2 separate regions of the Sus scrofa genome follow, and region 2 is linked to region 1. A link is a contact called in public promoter capture Hi-C data. All regions are on one chromosome and are shown on one strand. Each heading gives the region's core, a stretch centred on a gene start, on an enhancer-like site or on the middle of the called end of the contact. The rest is flanking DNA. Distances are from core to core; before and after follow the strand shown. Region 1 holds the start of STK17A (serine/threonine-protein kinase 17A). Region 2 holds the start of C18H7orf25 (UPF0415 protein C7orf25 homolog).

Region 1 (6,427 bases), core at 2,739-5,238:
TTCCCTGGCCAGCGATCAAACCCTCACTACCGGAGTGACCTGAGCCACAGCAGATCCTTCAACCATTAGGCCACCAGGGAACTCCTTCACCAACTTTCTATTAGGTACATGGCATAAATCTTTCCATCCTTTTAATTTCAACCTTTTTGTAACTTCCTATTTAAGGTGTCTTATTGAAGCCCACACAGCTATTATTTTTCAATCCTGTCTAGAACTTTTGCATTTTAATTGAGGGTATATTAAACTCTGGGGGTTTGTTTTGTCTTTTTAGGGCCGCACCGGTGGCATATGGAGGTTCCCAGGCTAGGGGTCTAATCAGAGCTGTTGCTGCCAGCCTGCACCACAGCCACAGCAATGCTGGATCCTTAACCCACCGAGCGAGGCTAGGGATAGTTCCTAGGTGGATTCGTTTCCACTGCGCCACGACGGGAACCTCAAATTATGTTTATATTTAAAGTAATTGCTGTTAAAAACAACAACTACAACAACTTCAGTTTGCACAAACCTGTCACCTAACTGCTTGTTTTTTATTTGTCTGTTCTCACTTTATGTTCCTTGTTCTTTCCTTTCTTGCTTCTTTTTGATTAAATATTTTTATCATCCTATTTCCCCACTCTGTTAACTTGTTATTTGCTCTTTTTCTGTTGTTTTAGTTGCTACTCTCAAGATGATGAAATTCACTCTTGATGTATTAAAGCCAGGTCCTTTTTATCAATTCCCACTCGATGCTAGGACTTTAGCACACTTTAATTCCTTTTATTCTCTCCCTCCTTTGGGGCTATTATTGTGTAATATTTCAAGTCCCTATATATTTAAGACCATAAGGCATTATACGTATTGTTCTATGCACTTCATATTTATTTATAGCTAGCAACCCAGTAATCCCTTCATTTTTCTACATCCCTCAGACATCGCCACAATTGCATCTACCTAAAGAACTCCTTCTGGAATTTCCTTTAATGTAGGTCAGCTGATGATATGTTTGCTGTAAAAAAATGCCTATATTTCTCCTCCAATTTTGAAGAATATTTTTACTAGGTAGTTCGTAATCTAGATTGGCAGGGAATTTCTTTCAGCCTTTTGAAGCACTCAGGTCTTCAGGCTTCCATTGTTCTTTGATAATAAGCTCTTGATTGTACTCTTGCCCTTGTGCAGGTAATATATCTGCTTTCTCTGCCTATTTTTTTTCAAGATTTTTCTCTTTGTTTTAAATTCTTGGAGTTGCCATTGTCACGCAGAAGAAACAAACCCAAATAGCATCCATGAGGACGAGGATTCGATCCCTGGCCTCGCTCCGTGGGTTAAGGATCTGGCAATGCCGTGAGCTGTGGTGTAGGTCACAGACATGGCTTGGATCTGGTGTGGCTGTGGCTGTGGTGTAGGCCAGCGGCTGTAGCTCTGATTCAACCCCTGACCTGGGAATTTCCATGTGCCGCAGGTGCAGCCCTAAAAAGTAAGTAAGTAAATAAATAAATAAATAAATTCTTAGTAGTTTACCATAATTATTTAGGTGTGATTTTCTTTGCTTGGAATCCTGCTTGATATTCATGTTTCTTGATTCTGTGAGCTGTTGTCTTTCATTAGTTTTGAAAAATTTCTGGCCACTAACTTTTCAAATATTGCTTTTCTTTTTCTCTCCCCTCTCCTTCTGATACTTCAAGTACATGTGTTTTAGACCGTTTTAACATAGACCTCATGTGTTTTATTCTCGTGTCTGAACATTATGTCCTCTTACCTCTCATGTTTCATTTTGCCTATTTTTTGGCTTAAGTTCGCTAATCAGGCGCACTAATTCTTCAGTTGCATCTAATACGTTGTTAAACCCATCGAATGAGTCATAGTTTTAGATGGTGAGATCCCCCTACACACCCACCCCCTACCCAATCTTAAAAATTCCATTGTATTCTTCTTTGGAGTTCTCAGTTCTATGCTGAAATTCTCTTATTTAATTTCTAGAATAAACAGAATTATTTAAAAATCTATCAAATCTCTCCAGAAAATTTGAATCTCCTGCTTGCTTGATTCTGTTTTCTTTTTTTCTTAAAGATAATTATTTTTGTGTGCCCCCTATAAGTGCTAGATTAAATGCCAGACATTGTACATGAAATATTGTGCAGATGAGGCGCGGCTCTGGATGGTGGTGTTTTTCTCCAGAGGGGATTTGCTCTTGCATTTCAAAGCCGTTCCTCTGTCCTTATGAGGACCGGTCTAGTTCCCTTTTACCAATGCTCCTAGGGTGCATCACATTCAACTGAATCTAGAATTTTTACCAGGCCCTTCTCCTTAATAGGTCCTAAACTCCAGTTTTTTTGTCTCCTCAGCCCAGTGAGAAGCCTGAAGCCCTGCTTATATTTCTGCCTTTTCAGTTACTGCTTGGAATCACCAAATGCCTCGTGGGATGGTGGTGCCATTCTGGCTGCCCTTCTTTCCAGGATTTTAGTCATCCAAGTTGTTGCTGCTTTTGAAGCTCTCTTCTGCTTCGAGCAGAGGATTGTTTGTTTTCATAATTTACCCATTTTTTTCTCAGTAAGAGAGGTGATCACAAGTAGACTAGCTCAGCATTACCAGAAGCAAACCTCTTATTGGCACGCTTTGAGCAGAGCAGTGAGGTGATCTGATTTAGATTTTTATTTATTTATTCATTTATTTATTTATTTATTTTGTCTTTTTGCTATTTCTTGGGCCGCTCCCGAGGCATATGGAGGTTCCCAGGCTAGGGGTCTAATCGGAGCTGCAGCCACGGGCCTACGCCAGAGCCACAGCAACGCGGGATCCGAGCTGCATCTGCAACCTACACCACAGCTCACGGCAACGCCGGATCGTTAACCCACTGAGCAAGGGCAGGGACCGAACCCGAAACCTCATGGTTCCTAGTCGGATTCGTTAACCACTGCGCCACGACAGGAACTCCTGATTTAGATTTTTAAAAGGTCATTCTGATTGCCTTGAAACTAAACTATATGGAACTGGGGAGGAGGAAGTATGGAAGCAGGTAATCCAGTTAACAAGCTCTCACAATAATCCAGACGAGAGGTAATGCTAATTGCAGTAATGTGGAAATGGAAAGATGTGATCTGATGTATTTTGAATGTATTTCAAAATATATTCTGGATGTATTTTGAAGGCAAAGGCAAGAGGAATTACTAACAAGTTGAATGAGGGGTATGAGAGAAACAAGGTTTTTGGCCTGAATCTCTGGAAGGATGGAGCTGCTGTTTACCGAGGAAGGGAAACTGGCTGGGGAAACAGCGCATTTGCGAAGGACGATCAGGAGCTGCCTTTTGCTTGTTAAGTCTGAGATTCTAATTTGCCATCTAACTGGTGATGCTAGGTGTATACTTGAATACATGAGTCTGAAGTTCAGAGAATGGTTGGAAGCTGGAGCTACAAATTTTGTAGTCATGAGCATACGGTTGTAATTAAAGCCACAAGACCGGAAAAGAGCACCTTGGAAGTTAAATATAGAAGACCACAGTCAGTATAATAGCGCCTATTTCATGGGACTCGTGTAAGGGCTTAAAATATTTACTCAACTCTTGCCTCTTCATGCTCCTCCTCAACTTAAGCAGGAGCCCGCTGCCCGGGGCTACTTCCACGCAGCCCTGCTTCCAGCAGCCCTGATCTGAGTGGTAGTCCTCACTCTACCAAGGTAAGGCGGGGTGAAGCTCTGGCAGGCAGCTCTTTGCCTTGCATTCACCTGATCTGAACTAAGATGATCCGCAGGTGCGTGACCGGCTGACGCAGCGGGTCCTCCAGCCAGAAGGGTGGTGCTGTTGGTCGCCTCTAGACTGCGGCGTCCGGCGCGAGGCCCCTCGCCAGGCGCCAGGCTGCACCTTCTCCCCCTCGGCTGCAGAGGGCGCGCGTAAGGCACATGGCGCTCTGGACCGCCCTCGGGGGCGGGGGCGGGGCCGGATGCGGGGGCGGGGCCGGGCGCGGGGCGGGGCCGGGCGCCGGCGGGGCCGGACCGCGGGGAGCCGGCCCTCCCAGTCCGAGCGCGGCGCGGAGGAGAGCGGTTGCTTCTCTCCGACCGGCTGGAGGCTGCTGGAGGCGGGGCCGTTACCCGCCGGCAGCTCGGAGCGAGCCGGGCGGCCAGAAAGCCGGCGCGCCCGAGCGCCATGATTCCTCTGGAGAAGCCGGGCAGCGGCGACTCCTCCCCGGCCGCCGCCTCCGGCTCGGGCCGGGCCAGCCGGGGACCGAGCACGCCGCGCCGGCCGCCGCCGCCGGCCCGCGGGCTGCTGACGGAGATCCGCACCGCCGTGCGCACCGAGCCCTTCCAGGACAGCTACAGCCTGAGCCCGGGCCGGGAGCTGGGCAGGTGAGGCCGGGCGGCCGCGCGGGCGGGGCGCAGATGAGAGCGGGAGGCCGGCGGGCGCGGCGGGACCGGGCGCCGACCTGAGTGCGGGCGGCGATTAGGCGGCGGGGCCCCCCGCCCCGGCCGCCCGGCCGCCCGGCCGCGCGTCGCCGGAGTGCGCTGTGCACTTGGTAGCGGCCCGAGAAAGGCTCCCACGCGGGTCGCCGAGAACCTCCCAGCCTCTGCTCGGGGCCTTCCAGCCTCTGCGGTCCTTTGTGCGGTTAACCGAACGAGACGGCGTGGGAACCGCGCTGCGCGCCTCTGCCCGCGGCGTCGGAGCCGAGGGGTAGCGTCAGCTCTGGTTTCGCCCTGCAGCTCTTGTGGGTTCCGGCTGCTCCCTCTGTGGCTGCGGCAGAGAAGATGAAACCGAGCGTGACAGCTTCCTCTGCACCAGCGCTGGGTGCACTTCTGTCTGCCGCCTTCTGCTGACTTGGTTTTCGGTTCCGTGGGGCTCTTCTGTTCTCGTTCTGAAACATTTAGGTCCCTGCCCCTTAAGTCCAGATGGGCTTCCCTCCTAAGCTCTGGGCTCTGGTCTGAATTTTCCCGCGGTCAGCCGGCCCCTGGCCTTCTCTTCTCCACCCGACTCTTGTAAGGGCGTAGGGGTGGGGGCTTACAACTTGGCCTGTTTCTAAAATTGCAAAAGGTGAAGGCTGTTTGAATCCTCTACATCTGGGACGTTGAAGAGGGATGATTAGAGTCATGGGGGCTTGGGGACTGACCCCCCTTTTTCCTTGAGGACAATTTGGAGAAGTTATCAAAAGCCCTGGCTTTGGAGTCAGACCCGAGCTCCGAGTCCCCCTCTGCTGTTGCGCGTTTCTCATCCGTAAAATCCGCATCGTGACAGCACCTCTCTCACCGGGGTGTTGTTAAGATGCGGAGTCTGTCAAGTGCAAGCCCCAGGGCCTGGCACATGGCATTTGGTAAGTGTTAGCAGCTGTTGCAGGTGTTTGTCATGGTTGCAGCATCGCACCATGGTGTAGTGGGCAAAGGGCCTGGCAGTTATGACAGCCTCCTTCTGGGGTCTTAGAAAAACAGGGTCCATAATATCCGCTACAATGTTAAAAAAAATAATAATAATAATAAAAGTGCCTTACAAGCATGAAGGTAACTTTTAGAAATAGTTTTGGCAGCGATACCTACCCCAGAAGTATCTTATTTATTCCAAATGTTAAAAGGACACATATTTTTCAGGGATAAGATTTTCTTCACTCTCCTGGGCACCAATTAACTGGATCTGCACAAACTGTAGGTGTGACAAAAGATGACATGGACAGCTACGGACTCATCTAGGTTTTCTAATTGGTCAGAATTCCAGACATTCTAAAGGAACCCTGATTTCTTGAAGGAAAACTAGGACTTTCCATTGTTTGAGTTGTCTGACTTCATACCAGAAAACAAAAACGTCTTACAAAACTGAAATGTCTTCAGGTGGCGAGCACCATCTTGAAGACTTTGTAATAACTGACTTAATGGGAAAAAAATTGCTTCGTACTCTACCAGCTGTTGTGATAATTCCTGCAGGAATGAATTGTTTCAGCCTATATTATACAGTTAGCTTGCCTATGAAGTGTTTGTTTTAATGGTATGACATCTTCTACATACCTTTTCTTATATAAGTTTCTTTACAAAAATAATAACTCAGGGGAACATGAAATTAGATACTTAAATCAAGAGCCCAAAACCAAAAAAGGAAATGAATGTTAACTTTTTTTTTTTTTTTTTGGCCGCACTTGCGCCATGTGGAGGTTCCTGGGCCAGGGATTGAACCCAGCTGTAGGAGCAACACTAGGTCCTTAACCCACTGTGCCACAAGGGGACTTCCGTCTTTTGGGTTCCCCTTTTCTTCACGGAGAAGCGTAACGCAGTGGTTAAGAACGATGACTTTGGAGTCAGACAGTCTGTGATTGAGTCTTGGCTTTTTACTTACTGGTTATGTGTACGTAAGTAAGTTACCTAACCATTGATTGCCTCATAGCATTGTTGAAAGAATTAAATAAATTAAAACACGTCTCTAGCATAAAGGCAGTATTTAGCTTAGGGGGTGCACTCAAAAAATGTAATTCATTGTATAGCCAG
Region 2 (6,962 bases), core at 1,004-3,503, 560 kb before region 1:
TTGTGATGGCTTTTAGGGTGTCTCCCGTCCCAAAAATCGTTAATGAGCGGCTGTTGATTTTTGAACTGGCCACTAGTCTCAAGGCACGCTCAGAAGGCTGGTCTGGGACCACATTAATTCGCTTAATCAGCAGTGCGGCCCTCTCTCTCTCCCCTGGTCCTCCTAAGGTATCTAGAATGGACTGAAAATCCTTGACGGCAGATTCGCAAGCAAACAGCTCCTTGTCCTTCATGAATGCCTCCAGCTCCGGCAGAACCTGCTCTTTCCTCTCTTGCTCTGCTTGTTCTGTGAGCACTTTTTCTTTGAAGACAAAGTGGCAGCCTCCATAGCTGAGGGCAGATACATATGTGATTAGAGTGGTGATGTCCAAATTCACTCTTTTGCACACGTCCACCTTGATCTCCGTCGGAAAGGCAACACGAGCCAGGATGTTTTCTCGGTCTACTCTGGTCACCTGCAGAAGTTCAGGGCCCTCGTCATCCGATTCCCTCTCACTCAGCTGGAGCTCTTCAGGGTGATCTAACAGGGAGTTCACCGCCACTATGTCTCCTCTTACAGATATGCCCATTTCTCTCAGCTTCTCTGCCATGGGGCTGGAGACGCTGTTGTAAAACGCAAAGATGATGTGAGGGTTGCTGTACTGCACTGGCTGCTGGTGACTGGCCTGCAGGAAGTCTTCAGCCTGCTCAATGATGCTCTTGTCCCCATACTGACCCCTGCCCAGCCAAATGTTATGCAGCGCTTCGGCCTTTCGGCCAATGGCTTTCACCCAAGTGTGACCGCCATTTGCAACCACATCTACCACGAGGGTCTGCTTTTCTCCCAAGGCGTCTGTGTAACCGAAGACATGAAGGACACTGACCACCTCTTCCAGGTTTTCTGCCGATTCCACGATGGCTCTCAGATGGGTTAGGTTAGTGCTCTGTAAGTGGGACTCTTTAATAGCTACCTTCCCAGCTTCTACTTTCTGTAAGAATTTTAACTCTGCCTTCAATTTGCTGCACAGCTTTGCACCACCTTCTATGCCACCTTTTCGTGATCTAGAAAGTGATTCTGCTCTCTTGATCAGCTCCTTGGCTATAGCGATTCGTTCACAGAGCATGGAATGTGCAGACATGCTGACAGCATTATTCCTTTCCTATGAGAAGAAAAGAAACAAATCAATGGCAATCAAGGCTTCACGCAGGATTCTGAGACTTCAATCTAACAGAGACGATGGAGGCCAGGGCGTCTGCATGTGTGATTCCAGAGCGACTCCCTCCCAAATTGCTAAGGAAAGATAACAGCTGTGCCCGTGAACTCCTCCTTACCTATGCTGGATCCACACGCTTTAGGCCCTCATTTCTTCAGCCTGAAGGTCACGGCGTCCTCAACATGCCCGGGTTAGGATAAAACGCAGGGGGTTGGCAACCTGCTGCGTTAGGGAATTCCCTCATCAGCAGGCCTTACCGTTTGGTTGTAGAGAAGGTCAAGATAAAAAGACTGAAATAAAATTATCCACACAGACTAGCTGGTTAACGAACTGTCCAGAACAAGAGTCTCTCCATTGGCCACGCTAAGCCTTTCATGAATGGGGCTCCTTCAACCAGCTGCCTCGGGATTTCCCAGGGGCACACGGTACGCACGCCAAGGAATCAAGAGTGCCCGGTCCCTGAATGTGACATCAACCCAGCGGATGTTTAAAGGTTTTAGGAGCCCACCAACTTGGCTCCTGGTCCCACTTGAAGGGAAAAAGCCTGGAAGATAAACTCCACGGGTGCAGCCCGTGGCGGCCCGGGCGGACGGGCCTGGGCCTTCGGGAGGGCATCCAGCCTTCCAGCTTCACCTGCACCGCTGGCCCCGCAGGTCCGGCTCGGGCTCCAACAGCCCCCGCGGCCGGCGCCAGGGCCCCGCGTCCACCGCCCTCCCCGCCAGGCCGGCCGGGCCCAGCCCCGCCTCGGCCGCGGAAGGGGCGCGCCCCTCCCATCCCCTCGCCCCTTCCCCAGCTCCTCACCGGCAGCGCCCAGGACCGCGAGCGCGAGCAGGCAGGCACGTGCGGGCGAGGCTCGGACCCGCCAGGAAACCTCGCCCAGCAGCCCCCACCCCACTCAGGCCTCCGCGGCTGCTCCGCCTGCGCAAGCCCCGCCACCTCGGGCGCCTAGCGCGTCACGTGGCCCCGCGCCGGGTGACGCCGGGCCCGCGATTCCCAGACGGCAGCGCGGCCTCCTGAGCAGGGCTGACGCCAGAGCGGCGGCCATGTTTGCTGAGGGCAGCGACGTCGCCCACGCCCGCCGCGGGGCGGGCCTGGGGACGTGGGGCCGCCTCGCCCCGGGAAAGAGGCGGGGGCGGAGCTCTGGGGCCACGCCTCTCCCCGGCTGCGGCGCCGGCTGCTCGGTCCCCCGGGTGCCAGCAGTCTCGCTGGTCAAGGTTAGCCTTCTCTCCGGCGGGGGGCGGTGGTTTTTGATGAAGCAAACGTCCTGGCGGCGCCTAACTCCCCCAATCAGGCCGAGTGCACCATTTTGCTGTCAAGTTCAAAGGCCTACAAGCGCTCGACAATGGTTGTTGTCTTAGAAAAAAAATGTGGCTTATTTTAACAGAAGAGAAAACAGGCTGGAGAGGCTTGTCAAAGGTTACACAGCTGGCAGGTGCTGGAGCTGGGATTTCTAACTCGGAGCCAAAGCACTTTACACCTGCACCATCCTGAGCTCTCCATAGAAAGTGTGCTATTAGGGATGTGCTGCGTTTCTTAAAAGGACAAATGACCGGTGGCTTCTGAAGGGCTGGAGAATTGCTATTAGCTTAGTAATGTCCAGAGGCTGATTTTAAAGATTAAAGAGCACTTTAAGTTAATCCTTTCCTAAACCCAACTGAAATGACAGTAAAGCAATGAAGAAGGAATAAACTCCAAAGACTAAAAAAAATTGTCAACACATTTCTGGAAGACAAAGAACAATGACAACACTTCCTCAGGGCTTACTATGTGGCAGATATTGTTCTAAGTGTTTGTTCACATATTAATTTAGCCTAAAAGATATATTTTAGCATTAAGTCTGCCAGAGAGAGGTTATTTGAACCCAGGAAGCCTCTTTGCGGATGGGGTAGGTAGTTAGCTGAGAGAAAACTGCCTCAAGTGGTTCACAAGGCAGAACCCAGAAAGGCTCTGGAACTACCGAGGAAGGCAAGGAGGGGAGCAGTGAGGCAGGACTGAACCTGGGCCGTGCTTACTGCTTACAAGTTTTTAAAGCAAGTCCTGTGAAGCTGGGACGGTTACCCATTGTTCCCCAGGCAGAAGCCTAGAGTTTGCGATGGGTTCCAGACACACCATGAAAAGAAAATTTCATACTGCATCGCAAAACGCTGTCCGCCCCTTCCCTGCGCCTTCCAGAATGCTGGCGCTCCTGTCCCACCGCCCTTACGACCCCCTTCCCCCAACCCTGATTTTCCTCTGGAGAAACAGAGCAAATGAAAGACCACAGAGAAATGGTTTAGAGGTGCCCACATCGAGCGTCTCTCCTCCACCGCTTTGTGAGTAGGTTTGGGACTCACAAACACAGCACTTCCAAACATTTTTTAGTTTGGAATCTGAAGAAAACAGAAAGCAGAAAAAAATGTTTGTTTGCTTTTTAAAAAAATATCCTTAACTAGCATTCTCAGAGAAAAGATACTTCCTTCAGTCATGAGTCAAGAGAAGGATTTTTTTTTAAGGGGAGGTAACGGAGCATGGAAGAGTTCAAATACGAGCTTTAGAAACAAAACCAAAGACAACGAAGAGGCAATTTCTCAAAGAAATGCTATAAAATTTAGGAAAACTGAAAGATGTTTCTACAATCAAGGACCTACTGAGTGTTCAACACAATGAATGTTAAGAAACCCACAAAAAGGTACCTCGTTGTGAGATCTCCGAACACTGCAGGTAAAAGATCTTAAGAGCCACAGAGGAGGCAAAGGTAAAAACAAAGGATGTGGCAACAGCATTATGCTTCTCGTCAACAACACTGGAATCTAGAAGGCCATGAAGAAATGCTTTCGAAATGCGGAGGTCTTTCTAACCTAAAAATTTTAAACCCAGCCAATCACGAGATAGAGGAGAATGAAGTGTCAAACACGCAACTGGGCTGAAATAGAGCAGGAAGAGGGCTCCAAGGTACTTCTTGGAACCCGTGCTGGGAGAGAAGGGGTGTGAAAGGCTGGGTTCCCTGGTATCTGACCAGAGGAAAAGAGTGTGTTGGGGGGGACTGGCAAGAATTAATGACCGCTATAAGGAAAACAGAGCAAAGAGAAATGTGAGGAAAAGCAATCATAGTATATACTTACATGCCTGTAATAAAAGTCTTCTCAACTAAACACAGTGATCTAATTAAACTGAAGCGGTGGAGCAGTGAGGGCAGTACGGAGCTCTTGAGTTCTCATCTTGCAGAATAAAACATCTGTATGATCGAGAACCTTCAGGGATTCAGAAATAACCCCATAAGCCTGCTCTTTTGAAATGTGGCAGTACCTGATAGAATACCTAAAAGTGAAAATTAAGGAAACTTGGGGACTTTAAGGCCTTCGAAAAAGGGCTAACGTTATCTCCCTTGTGCTTAGGAAGTGATCACTTACTAGTCAGCCAGGTATTCTGGTTTTATGTGGTCCTTGAGAGCAGGGTCAAGGGAGGAGTCTGAACTCAAGGAACTTGTCTGAGGCAACCCCAACCCTAACCCTAACTTGTCGGAGGCAATGCTGCCACTAATGCAGGGCCACTGGACTGGGTTTCAGGACATTAGGGGTCTAGAGCAAAGGAGCTACTACCAACTCTTACATGAAACCCACTGGACTGGGTTTCAGGACATTAGGGGTCTAGAGCAAAGGAGCTACTACCAACTCTTACATGAAACCCACTGGACTGGGTTTCAGGACATTAGGGGTCTAGAGCAAAGGAGATACTACCAACTCTTACATGTTCCTGGGCAATTCACTGAATTATCAGTTTGCGTTTCTTTATAGCAGGGGCTCGGAGCTTGCCTACACTAGCTAGGAAAAACCTGATAAAGAGGAGGTTAAGGACTCAGAGCTGGCAGTTTGGGACCATGGACATAAAATCCACAGGCTGGACATAACTGAGGCGCTTGGGCATGTTCAGGGATGCAGACAGGGGGTTCCCAGACCAAAAAACTGAGCTTTCCAAGAACTACAACAAAAGAGAACAACTTAAAATTGAGGTCAACGACAAGAACTAAGTGAGAACCAAGGGAGGAGTGTGCTAGGTCGATTCCGTTCAACTGGGCTTTGCACTTACTGGGAAAGAGGCAGAGAATGAACTCTGGACACAGGTCTGCTTCAGCCAACGTTTCCCGTCTTTATTCGTAGGACTTACTCTGTTAGCAGCCCTAAGAACCTCCACAAGCTTTCCTTTTGTCTTAAATATAAGTGCCTTAACTCGTCCCTTCTTTGATTTGTAGAATTTTGGCATTCCTTTGATTTCTTAATGATGGACATTAGAGGGGGACTAAGCAAATTCAAAGGGGCTAAAACTTACAAACTACTGCACTACGAATGTGCCAGCCCTTTCACTTGCATGATTAAGTTTAGTCCTGAGAAAACCCTGAGATTAATTCCCTTGGCAGGCAGTCACTCGGCCAGTGAAGTGAGAAAGTGGAGACCGGATTCCAAAAACCACTCCTTATTGTCACATAGTTCTCTTTCTAATGTGCTAGACTCACAATGTACATACCGAGAGCCCACAGGAGAGACTGTTACATCAAATGAGGCCTTCGAGGCAAATGTCTAAAAACAGGTCAAGCTGGCATCTCCCATCACTCATCACTACACTTCTGCTACCATAAGGAGACAGGGTGTTACACCAATAGTGGGTAGAACTGGGAATCCTGGCAGAAATGCTCCCCCAAACTTGGCTAAATCGTCATCAAAATCTTTTGAGCTACATTTAATCATAGAAATGCCCACTATCTCTCAGCTGTCAGATCAGTGACATTCAAAAACTCTGTTCCGGAGCAAGAATAATGACATGGTTTCTCTTATCCTATTTGATGCCTCAAAAGACAAAGAAAACTCAGTACTACGCCTTCACACAGGATGAAAACTGAGGTCAGAGACCCATTATTTGCTTGCTCACATGAGCCGTAACCTGCAGAGAGGGTTCTGATTACACTGAGATTACATGAATGAGGGAGAGACTTAAGCCATAATTTGACATTTAAGTATCAGTATTTTATTTCCAGCACTTGTTCATCCTGGATTTAAAAGAGCTAGTAGACTCTAGGGGGCTCTTTTTAAATACATTTACCTACTTGTGATGGAGAAATCCACGGTAACTGGCACACCATTTTTTTCTCTATTTCCATAATCTATCTCCTAGGGGAGACCATTTGGCTGGGCGCCCTAGGCAGCTCCAGCGCCATCTCAGAACATCCCAGGGTCTCACGGATCCAGTTAATGGTGCCTGAAAAACATCTATGCTTCCCGCCCCGTCTCAGATTCTCCCAGCTCTACCAGCAGTGATGTGTACTGAAACAGGCAGTCTGCTTTACTGCAGCACAGACAACATCTGACAGGAAAGAGGGAACGAGACTTAACCAGACCTGCATGAAGCCTAAAGAGTGAGTTCACTGTTCTGCTTTGTAATGTGGCTTCTAGAAATCAGCGGTGATAAAAAGCAGGAAGTAACTGTGTTAAAAGTTTACTAAACTCCTAAAAGGCTGGAAGTTGAATTTAACAGTTTATTATGATTTATAAGTCTCATTTTAAAAACATCAGTCCATTAAACCATGTAGAAATAAGTATGCAAAAAGTCTGCAAAACAAAACATACTTTAAACATGTTTAAGTAGAGAGAGATCTGAAATTCAGGATTTTCAGTCACTTCGTTATTATGCAATGGCAGCCAGGTAATCCTTAACTTCGGTGGGAGTAAGCCTCCTAAATCCGGCTTCATTGCAGATGCCAACTTCTATGTTATCTTCTGTCATTTGCCCTTCAAAGCTC

What was found. Promoter capture Hi-C pulls out the DNA fragments that hold promoters and counts their contacts.
Region 2: a promoter capture Hi-C map of liver shows a contact between it and region 1, with 5 times the contacts expected there. The contact joins the promoter of C18H7orf25 here to the promoter of STK17A in region 1. A contact is called at or near these places in 2 of 5 promoter capture datasets (fetal skeletal muscle and liver) and 2 of 47 Hi-C or Micro-C datasets (both in skeletal muscle).

The regions. Positions count from the first base shown.
Region 1 is chr18:51,359,742-51,366,168 of Sscrofa11.1, reverse strand. STK17A (serine/threonine-protein kinase 17A) reads left to right here and starts at 3,988. Exons shown (of 7, transcript XM_021078536.1): 1 at 3,988-4,315. The coding sequence starts at 4,116.
Region 2 is chr18:51,919,576-51,926,537 of Sscrofa11.1, reverse strand. C18H7orf25 (UPF0415 protein C7orf25 homolog) reads right to left here and starts at 2,253. Exons shown (of 2, transcript XM_005673353.3): 1 at 1,994-2,253; 2 at 1-1,138. The coding sequence starts at 1,117. PSMA2 (proteasome subunit alpha type-2) reads right to left here. Exons shown (of 8, transcript XM_003360207.5): 8 at 6,679-6,962. The coding sequence ends at 6,848.